Linked DNA regions of Sus scrofa: regions 2 and 3 are each linked to region 1. Evidence: chromatin contacts called from public Hi-C and promoter capture Hi-C data. All regions are on one chromosome and are shown on one strand. The core of a region is the stretch at or near the end of the contact, and the rest is flanking DNA. Distances in the headings are between cores, read along the strand shown. Region 1 holds the start of GABPB1 (GA-binding protein subunit beta-1). Region 2 holds the start of TRPM7 (transient receptor potential cation channel subfamily M member 7). Region 3 holds the start of SPPL2A (signal peptide peptidase-like 2A).

Region 1 (3,255 bases), core at 577-3,076:
CTGTTGTGGTCAGATTCTTAACACATTGAGCCACAGCAGGAACTCCTGGATATTTTTTTTCTAAAATATTAACTTTTTAACACCAGCAAAAATTTTAAAACCATTACATGTAATAATATACATACTGAAAAATCAACCACCTCAACACTGACAGCTCAATGAATCAAAGTGAACATATAAACAATCACTAAGCGCAAGAAACAGAACATTGCTAGCACCCCAGAAGCTCCCTTGTATCTCCTCCCAAGCATTACTCCTCTGCTCAAAGCTACCATTTCCCTTCTTTTGAGATTTTATCACCTAAACACATATCCCTAAATCTAGTTTGGTTTCATGTATTTTTTGAACTTTGAATTCTCCAAAGTGGCAATACCAATATACATTCCAATCAACAACATATGGTTTCTTTCTTTTTTTTTTTTTTTGGCTTTTTAGGTCTGCACTTGTGGCATATGGAGGTTCCCAGGCTAGGGGTCTAATTGGAGCTGTAGCTGCTGGCCTATGCCAGAGTCACAGCAACGCAGGATCCGAGCTGCGTCTGCAACCTACACCACAGCTCATGGCAACGCCAGATCCTTAACCCACCGAGCGAGGCCAGGGATCGAACCTGCAATCTCATGGTTCCTAGTCGGATTTCTGCTGTGCCACGTCAGGAACTCCTACAACATAGTTTTAATTGTTCCAATACTTGGCATTTTCTGTGTTTTCCATTTTAGCCATTATTGTGGGTGTGTACCACAATTTCATTGTGATTTTTTGACTGACCCACAGCAGTTGGAGTTCCCAAGTCAGGGACTGGATCCAAGCCACGGCTGTGACAGCTGTGGCAACACTGGATCCTTAACTCAGTGTGCAGGGCTGGGGATTGGACCTGCATCTCGGCACTCTCGAGATGCCGCCAATACCATTGTACCACAATGGGAACTCCGATCTCTTTGTGATTTTAATTTGCATTTCCCTACTGATCACAGAAGTTGAGCATCTTTACATGCTTACTGGCCATACCCTCAAGTGACTATTCAATCTCTTACCAATTTTTCTACTGAATTCTTTTTATTTTTTTAATGGACCTGTGGAAGTCTATAAATTCTGAATAGGAGCAAAGAAGACATTTCTACTGTAAAAATGAATGCATTTGCCTGATGTTACTAGAATACCACTAACTCCCTTTACTGGCCCCAAATTCACTAAGAAACCTTCTGGGAGGTAATGTAGTTAACTTCACGTATTCTCTCTAAAACAATGTAGTTATTGTGCCAGGAAATTTGCTAGACATTTAGAATATAATGGCTAAAAAAAAAAGTGATTAGGAACAATAGCTTTGGAAAGAGACCTCTACTGGAATCCTATCTCTAATATTTACCAGGTTGGTGACTTTTGGCAAGTCATATAACCTGTTTTAGCCTCAGTTTCCTCTTTGGAAGAATGGGGCTAACAATCCCTATTTTAAGAGATGTTATGAGGATTAAATGAGACAATGTATGTAACAGGCTTTGCACAGTGGCTGGCAAACAGGAACATTTAATAAGTGGTAGCTATTATAAATTTGGTAATTTCATGTAGCCTTCTATCTTGATGTGGTAGGAGAAACTGAGCAGGTGTTCACTCCCCGCTTAGTCATTATAGTTCTCATTATAAAGTCAAAAAAATAAAATAAAAATAAAATAAAATAAAATAAAATAAAAAGAATGGCAATGGGTTTAGATAACTCTTCTGGGAACTTGGTCCCTCTGACTCCCTTCATCTCAGTGTCTCTGGAACAGTGCTTCAAAAATTACGTAGTGAAAGATCAGGCACTTATTCTTTTTTTTTTTTTTTTTCGTCTTTTTGCCTTTTCTAGGGCAGCTCCCACGGCATATGGAGGTTCCCAGGCTAGGGGTCGAATCGGAGCTGTAGCTACCGGCCTATGCCAGAGCCACAGCAATGTGGGATCCGAGCCACGTCTTCGACCTAAACCACAGCTCACGGCAACACTGGATCCTTAACCCACTCAGCAAGGGCAAGGTTCGAACCCGCAATCTCATGGTTCCCAGTCAGATTCGTTAACCACTGTGCCACGACAGGAACTCCAGATTGGGCACTTCCATAAAATATATATGAATACATATACAACAGTACAAGGCCCCAATATTTATTAGAACCAAAGACATAAAATTAGTGTAACTAATTGTTACAAAGTTTCTAAATTCTTACTCTCATTTCTGTAAATGCCTTGTCTTGGACCAGTAACAGTGTTTTCAGACTGGCAGTGGCCTCTGGCCCATACTTTTAGTGGCATTGCTCTAGAGCACTGACAAAAATCAGACTTCTGAATCTGAAGGGCTGAGGTCAGGGCCTGGAACTTGGGGAGTCAACTGAGGGGTTGCTCTTGATCCCAAGTCATTAGTTGGCCACCTAGTGACAACTTAGTGTCACTTTCTAAATTAAAAACCACCCAATGGTCTTGTCTCTAGAGTCTTTGATGCCAATTCTTTAATATGGCATCAAAGACTGGTCCCACAACTTTTTGGTCTTATTTTCCACCATTCTTTAATCCAGCAGACTTGCACTGTTCCGCATAGCAATAACTAGCCACAAGTGGCAACTGAGCATGTGAAATGCAGCTAATTTAGGAACTGAAATTTTACTATGAACTTTAAAAAAAAATCTTGGGAGTTCCTGATGTGGTGCAGTGGGTTAAGCATCCAGCATTGCCACAGCTGTAGCTTTGATTCAGATCCCTAGCCTGAGAACTTCCATTCGCCTGGGGATGTGACCCAGAACAAACAAACAGACACATAATTCAATTACTGCAAAACTTAAAATATATTTGGAATGACCTGGGATTATAACCAATTTTTTCAATTGTAAATTTTATAAATTTTGAATGATTGAGATACACTATAAATGTAAAAGACACACCAAATTTTGAACACTTACTTAGTAATGAGAAAAGAATACAAAACATTTAAAAATATTTAATACTTTTAATATCAATCACATATAAAATACTACTTTGGACATATTGGGTTAAATAAAAAAATTACTTTTCCTCTCTCTTTCCTTTTCTTCTTGGCTGCGCTTGCTGTATGCAGAAATTTCCAGGTCAGGAATCAAACCCATGCCACGGCAGTGACAACTTCAGATCCTTAACTCACTGAGCCACCAGGAAACTTTAAAAAATTATTTTTAATTTATTTTTGGTTCTTTTAGTTTTTAAATGTGGCTACTATAAAATTACATATTTGGTTTGCATTTTATTTATATATTTAGATT
Region 2 (3,707 bases), core at 1,096-3,595, 260 kb before region 1:
AAGTAAAGAAAGATCTTTGGTTAGCTGATTAAACAGCTTGAGGGAAAGATTTTGTGAAAGACTGAATCATATATAATCAGTTCTCTATTATTAGTGACAGATTTCTCAGTTGTGTTTTACTGTCACAAGAGGTAATATAGTGTGAGTTAAGGATATAAACTCTGGAATTAAGACTATTTTGCTTGAAACCTTGCTTCTGCCCTGTGCCTCAGTTTCCTCCTCTGTGCAATAGAAATCATGATAATAGCATACAGTTCTCAGAGTTCAGAGGACTTACGTCAATACTTGTTGAATAAGTAGAACAATACTTGGCAGATAAAAATCATTCAATAAATGCTAGCTATTCAATGTAAGGAAGTAAGGACTATGCTTTCCAGTAGTTTTCCTATGGAGCTTGCTTTTGCTTATCTGAATGTAAACCTCTATACATTATTTGTATGGACGTCAAAGTTTGTGAAACATGTTTTAAATACCTGTGGGAAGTCATAAAATCTGGCTAGTGTCAGAGATAGTCATCATTCATAAACCGTACCACTCACTGGTTGTTTTAGATATAACTTACAATTAGAGCATTCTAAAAATATATTTTCTAAGTTAAAATTAACCCTCTTCATTATTATAGCAGTCTGCTAATATTTAAAAGGTTGCTTGGAGTTCCCATCTTGGCACAGTGGAATCAAATCCGACTAGGAATCATGCGGTTGCGAGTTTGATCCCTGGCCTCGCTCAGTGGGTTAAGGATCCGGCATTGCCCTGAGCTGTGGTGTAGGTTGAAGACTCAGCTTGGGTCTGGCACTGCTCAGATCTGGCATTGCTGTGGCTCTGGTAGGCGGGCAGCAACAGCTCTGATTAGACCTCTAGCCAGGGAACCTCCATATGCCGTGGGTGCGGCCCTAAAAAGACAAAAGACAAAAAAGAAAAGAAAATGGTTGCTTTACAATTGCTGTATCCCTACTGCAACTGTTGTTGAGTTTGCTTGTTTATTTATTTATTTATGCATTTTAGCAGAAGTTCCCAAGCCAGGGGTCAAACCAGAGCTACAGCGAAGGCCTACCCACAGCCACAAGGGATCCCAGTGGAGTCTGCGACCTACACCACAGCTCACAGCGCTGGGTTTTTTTTTTTTTTTTTTTTTTTTTTTTAATGATTTTTCCCCCCATTATAGCTGGTCCACAGTGTTCTGTCAATTTTCTACTGTTCACCAAGGTGACCCAGTCACACATACATATATACATTCTTTTCTCGTACATTATCATGCTCCATGGTAAGTGACTAGATACAGTTCCCAGTGCTAAACAGCAGGAGCCCATTGCTGATCCATTCCAAAGGCAATAGTTTGCATCTTAACCCACTGAGGAAGCCAGGGATCAGACCGCATCCTTCTGGTTATTTCTAGCCAGGTTCTCTACTGCTGCGCCACAATGGGAACTCCTGTTGTTGAGTTAATAATCAACAAAACGTGCTTCCCAAAGTTTCTAAATGTAAATGCAACACTGCGTATTGCATATATTTGTTAACAAACGTAAAGGACAAATACAAAGACGAAATTGTGGGCTAATCACTGACAGTTTTCGGATTGCCCCAATTTTTGTTTTTGTTTTTTTAAAATCCTAATTCTCCTCTCTACAATTTGGGGGGGTGGGGTGGGGTGGGGCGTGAGGGCGGGGAGGAGAGCTCTGAGAGGGAGAGAGGATGGTAGAACATCACAGAGGGTCGGACGGAAGAGAGGAACTCGAAGTTTTTCTGGAGTGAAAAAGCAACACTTAGTAAACTACCACTAACAGTCAATTCTGGGCTGGTGTGATAGCAAAGGAAAAGGAAAGAAAAAAACCACCATCTTTGGTTAAGGCACGTGAGGTGTGTGTGCCTGGGGGCGACATCTCCGGAGGGAGAGGATAGGTCCTATAGTTAAAGTCAGAAGAATTTTAGCTGGCACAAAGAGTGTAAACTAGAGGAAGAACAAGAATTGGGATGAGAAAATTTTGCATTTCGGACTAGGAGAGAGTAATATTTAAGGCCTCTACCCCCGTGCACAGCCAACAGACTGGGGAACGCTGCGCCCGAGCACAGGCAGAGGCCAAGTCCGGTTAGCGGAAACCACTCGCGGCTCGCAACTAGAGGGCCTGGAACCTCAACCCTAAACTACTACTTCCTTAAGTTCCGCTCCCGGGAGGTGACATAGAGTTTTCCGTAAGTCCCGCCTAGGTAGCCCACGGAGATCAGGGGAAGACCCGTAGCGATGGCGGAGAGAGGCTCATGCCCGGCGCATGCGCGCGGCGCGCACGGAGGCGGTCTGGAAGCGCGGGAGCGCGCGCCCTTCACGTGACCCGGCCGCGGGGGGCGACGCACACGACGCGCCTCTCACGTGGTCTGTCTTCAGCCCCGTCGCCGGCGGAGGCGGGCGCGGGCGCGTCCCTGTGGCCAGTCACCCGGAGGAGTTGGTCGCACAATTATGAAAGACTCGGTTTCTGCTGCTAGCGCCGGAGCTGAGTTAGTACTGAGAAGGTTTCCCTGGGCTGTCCTTGTCCGGCGGCCTCTGCTGCCGCCTCCGGAAACGCTTCCCGATAGATGGCTACAGGCCGCGGAGGAGGAGGAGGTGGAGTTGCTGCCCTTCCGGAGTCCGCCCCGTGAGGAGAATGGTACTAGCCCCACGAAGGCCCCGGCGAGGGAATGGTCCTGGGGGTTGCAGGCAGGGAAGGGGGAGGACTCGGCTGGCGAGTGTGTGCGCGGAGCCACTCTTCCTGGGGCGAAGAACCCTCCAATTTCCATGAAGCTTCCGGACTGGCCCTGGCGGGACGGGAGTGCAGGTCTTTCGCGGGTGAGGGGCAGGAAGCAAGTAGCAAATCTAGCCCGACTACTCGTCGCGGGATTCCCCTGAGCGGAGCCTGGGCTCCGGCCCCTCGGGGCGGCAGAGGCGCGAGCCCGGGAGGACCTGGCTGAGCCGAGCGGCCGCAGCGCGCCAGACGCAGCGCTCAGCTTCCAAGCTCCGCATCTCTCGGGAGCGCGTTCCTCCTGGCGCTTGTTACTGGCAGATAAGGGAGCCAAACGCTCTGCTCAAATTCTGCATGGAAGGGGAGGTCTGGCAGGGAACAAAAAAAAGAGAGAACACGAGGTTGGAACTGTGCCTTGTTTGCTGCGCAGTGTATACTCCACAGGTACATTTTCCTCTGGAGTCCGAGAGAAGGGATTTGACGATATTGACGCTAGATCTGGTTTGGAATTTTCTTTAGCAAGAGTTAAGGATTTTCTCGGGACGCTACTGTGGGTACCGAGGCATTTTGTGGTCTGGATTTATGTCGAACCACCTCATTCGTTGCCCTAGAGAAGGGTTGATCGTGTTTTAAACCGAAGATGCAGAGAGGGATGAGGCGCATTGCAGTTTTTGATAGGGATTTTTATTAAGGCTAGCAATAGAATTAGAAGATTTCTTCCAAAAAAGTCACTTAGATCAGAGACCTGAAGAGCGGATAGGTAGGTGTTCCTGGTCAGTACTTGAACTAGATCGGCTTCATGCAAACAATTCTCCCTCTGCTGGAGTCTGGCAGGTTTACTTTTCTCTGGAAACTAATTCAAGTGCCATACAAAACTGAAACCACGAATATACTTTAAATAAATAGTACACCTTCCATTGTTTCCCACCTTTTTTTGTAATGTAAAGGCAGTAAAAACGTCTTTTTACTTTATTTCATAATTTTTAAAGGAATTTA
Region 3 (3,519 bases), core at 532-3,031, 340 kb before region 1:
CACACCCACAGCATGCGGAAGTTCCAGGGCCAGGGATCAAACCCATGCCACAGCTGCAACCCAAGCCATAGCAGTGACAACACCAGATCCTTAATCTGCTGCAACACCAAGGGAAATCCAAAGCACAGCCATTTTACAAAAGGGAAGTCTGGCTTGCCCTAAGCCACTAGAAAATGTGGAAACAGTCTCAGATTGACAAGCAGGAGACCTGAGTTCTGGCCTCACTATGCCAGTAAGTTTCAGACCAACCCACTTAGCCACCAACCTACAGACATTTGCAATTGCATGTCCCATAAGCCTTTCAAACTCAGGCCCAAAATTATTTCCCTTTCCTCACATATCTTCTGCCTCCCCCATCTCCTGTGGTGATCATCTCAATTAAGAACCCAGGGCAGGATCCTGGGATTCATCCCTCTCCTTCTTCTCCCATTTCCCCTCAGGTATACCAAATTCTGCAATAAACCTTCAGATCTACTATCTCCTCCTCTCCATTTCTTCTGCCACTGTCTCAGCTCAGGCCCTCACTATCCCTGCCTGGGTTAGGTTACTGCAGTTGTCTAACAGGTCTCCTGGTTTCTACTCTTGCCCTGTTGCAATCCATCTGCCACACTGCTTGCCACCACAGAAAACTTCCTAAAGCAGAAATTGTCTGTCACTGCACTTTGCACCACTAATCATAAGTCTAAAGTCCCTAGCAGGACGCCCCAATCTATCTGTGATTTGGCCTCTGCCTTCTTCTCTCACTTCATCTATCATCACTCATACCTTCAGCCAAGCCCAAGTTTTGCAATTCCTCCAGTGTCACCTTTGGTTTTGACACTGATAGTTCTATCTTCCTGGAAGTCTTCCCCCCCCTCTTCCCCTACCCACTGCCTGGCTAAAATTAACTCAGCCTTCTAGACTGGAGTTAGGTTGAAATGTTTCCTGGCACCCCTTTAAATGTCTTATTGATACTCCCATAGCATCTTGTGCAAGCAAAAGGGTCACTAATCACCTTGAACTGTGTTTGCTCACACATCTGTTTCCTTCACAAAACCCTGAGCTGTGAGATGGCAGGGACAGAGTTCTATTCAGTGTTTGGTGTTGAATATTCATCCAATAAGGATTTGGGGACCAACTTTATGCCAAATGTTATAATGGATACAGCACTGAAATAAGCCTTGCTATCAAGTGGAATTCAACATCATAAATAAAAGAAGAGATAAATAAGAATATGAGAGTGAAAAGTGCTATGCAAAGAATTAAAATAAATCATTTGATATGAAAGTGACTAAGTGGCTACTTCAGATTGGGTATGTCAATAAGCTCCCTCTGAGGAAGTGACACTTAAGCTGATAAGTGAATGCCAGCGTGCATTCAGAGAGAGGAGCATTGCAGGAGGGTCTACCAATATAAAGGATGGAAGAACCAAAGGCGGCCCATGTGACTTAAAGCAAGCGTGGGAAAGTAGAGAAGATGGGGTCAGAAAAGAAGGCAGGGACCATATTCTATAAACTTTGTCGTCCGGAGTAGTTTTGACTTTGTCCTAAGTGTAGTTGGGAGTGAGAGATCTGATATACATTTTCGAAAAGATCTGTTTTAGACAACTGTGTGGATAACGGGCTGTGGGGTGTGTAAATCCGGTTTGGAAGAGAGAAAGATCCGTGGCCTGGATAGGGTGCTCACAGGGGTTTGGGAGAAGGTGGGAGGATTTGGAATATACGTGTGGAGGTGCTTAGGACTGCTAATGAGCAGATGAATTAGGCCTCAGAGTATGTAGATTTTTGGCTTGGGCACCTGGGCAGTTACTGGAAAACATGAAGAGGCGTTCCGCGGCTTCTAGGAGGAAGACGGCCTTGAAAAAGTCCCTTCGCCTCCCAGGACGGGACTTCGAGGACAGTTCAGGTCAGGCAACTGGAAAGAGACGCGCTCAGACCCGCCGCGGGTGGCCCACCGGCGCCACGACGCCCAGAAAGCCCTGCTGGCGGCGCGCGCGGACCGGGGCTCCACGTGCCCCGTGGGGGTTTCCGCGGCCTCCGGGCGGGGCCGGAAGAGGAAGTCGGCGCGGCAGTGGCGGCTTCAGCAGCCGCGGCGGCCCCCAGCCAAGCCCCGCCGCTGGCTTCTGTCCGGCTCGGCCACTGAGGCAGCGCCGCGACGGGACCCGGAGCCTCCCCCGCCGAGCCGAGCCGCGCCGCCGGACGCCCACCAGACAGATGGGGCCGCAGCGGCCGCTGCCCATCGCCGCGGCCGCCCTGCTCTGGAGCTTCCTGCTCCCTCTGGTAAGGGGGGCGGGCGGGCGGGCGCTGGGGCCTCCCCGGGGCGGGCCGGGCCCCCTTCGCCCCCTCCTCCTCCTCCATCTCCTCTTCATCTCTGAGCTCCTGCCCGGCCTCCCCTCTGCCGGCGCCTAGCCGGCCTGCTCTAGGTTTTTTTTTTTTTTTGCTTTTTCATCCACTTCCCTTTCCTTTCAGCCCCTATTCTCGTCATTTGAAGTCCCCGAATACCTACCCCCGAGAGCCATCTCCGAACCTCTAATACTACTTTGACCTTGGCGTTTCTCTGTAGTTTTTCACGGTTCCAGGCGTTTTAAATTGACCTCTGTGTTTTATTGTCTAGCCCTTCTTACCGATTCTCAACTGGCACACCCCTCCACCCCAACCCCGAAAGAAGAAAAAAGTATTCTTTCTTGATCCCAAGATGTTTAGAGGTTCAAGGACTGCACTTTAGTTTAATGTCTCTTATACAGACTTTACCCCCTTCCTCCTCTGTAGTTTTTGTTTCGCCTTAGGGCTCATTTGATTCTTTGGGGATGGGAGGTGGTAATAATAATGATAATAATAATAATTTAAAATGTATTTTAAAGAGCACATCAAAATGTAATGCTTTTATTGGTTTTCACTTCTCTGCCTAGTTTAAAGAGAAGGACGATCGGTTGAGTAACAGTAACAAATATGTGTTACTTGTTTGTGAAACAAGTTTGTTTTCATAATTAGAGAAAAGTAATAATGTCTTAAAATTCAACACCACGCTGTTGGACCTTCAGTGGGTGGGTGGTCAGGACGCCAGTGTTCAGTGTTTCAGTTTTTCTTTCTTATAATTTTCACTTAGGGAGTTTCAGGTAGGAACGTTCTTGAGTTTTATTTATATGGAATTGGTATGGTGTATTCCTGTCTAGTTCTTTCTGTTAGAATGTGTAACTTCTCTGAAAGAGTATATTTATTGCTTACTCTCCAATTTAAAGGATTACTGCTAGTGACTGTATTCAATATTCAATAGGAAGTGTCTAACATTAACTGGGAAACAAAAATCAAAGCCTGAAGTACTTAAGTGCCTTTGGTGTATTCATGTTTGCTAGGCAGCATTAGGAAGAGGAGTGGGACAATGTATCTAAAAATAGCTTGGGGTTGGGGGAACTGGGATATAAAGAGAATTAACAAAGAAGCAGTGTTGGTCTGCATCTTTGTTGTGTTGCTTATCAGATATGTCCAAAAGATAACAATTCAGATAGTATGTAAGTGCAGATAAAATTATAACCTAGATAGG

The links. Promoter capture Hi-C pulls out the DNA fragments that hold promoters and counts their contacts. Hi-C and Micro-C count contacts between places; a contact is called where the count stands out from the background.
Region 2: a Hi-C map of liver shows a contact between it and region 1, with 4 times the contacts expected there. The contact joins the promoter of TRPM7 here to the promoter of GABPB1 in region 1. A contact is called at or near these places in 2 of 5 promoter capture datasets (fetal liver and liver), 6 of 47 Hi-C or Micro-C datasets (epiblast stem cells, heart right ventricle, liver and 2 more) and 1 of 2 datasets of contacts at active chromatin or transcription factors (alveolar macrophages).
Region 3: a promoter capture Hi-C map of fetal liver shows a contact between it and region 1, with 2.9 times the contacts expected there. The contact joins the promoter of SPPL2A here to the promoter of GABPB1 in region 1. A contact is called at or near these places in 2 of 5 promoter capture datasets (fetal liver and liver), 3 of 47 Hi-C or Micro-C datasets (heart right ventricle and skeletal muscle) and 1 of 2 datasets of contacts at active chromatin or transcription factors (alveolar macrophages).

Annotation. Positions count from the first base shown.
Region 1 is chr1:121,408,450-121,411,704 of Sscrofa11.1, forward strand. GABPB1 (GA-binding protein subunit beta-1) reads left to right here and starts at 1,827. Exons shown (of 9, transcript XM_021095726.1): 1 at 1,827-3,255.
Region 2 is chr1:121,143,748-121,147,454 of Sscrofa11.1, forward strand. TRPM7 (transient receptor potential cation channel subfamily M member 7) reads left to right here and starts at 2,346. Exons shown (of 39, transcript XM_021095614.1): 1 at 2,346-2,639. The coding sequence starts at 2,637.
Region 3 is chr1:121,065,857-121,069,375 of Sscrofa11.1, forward strand. SPPL2A (signal peptide peptidase-like 2A) reads left to right here and starts at 1,782. Exons shown (of 16, transcript XM_021095561.1): 1 at 1,782-2,258. The coding sequence starts at 1,797.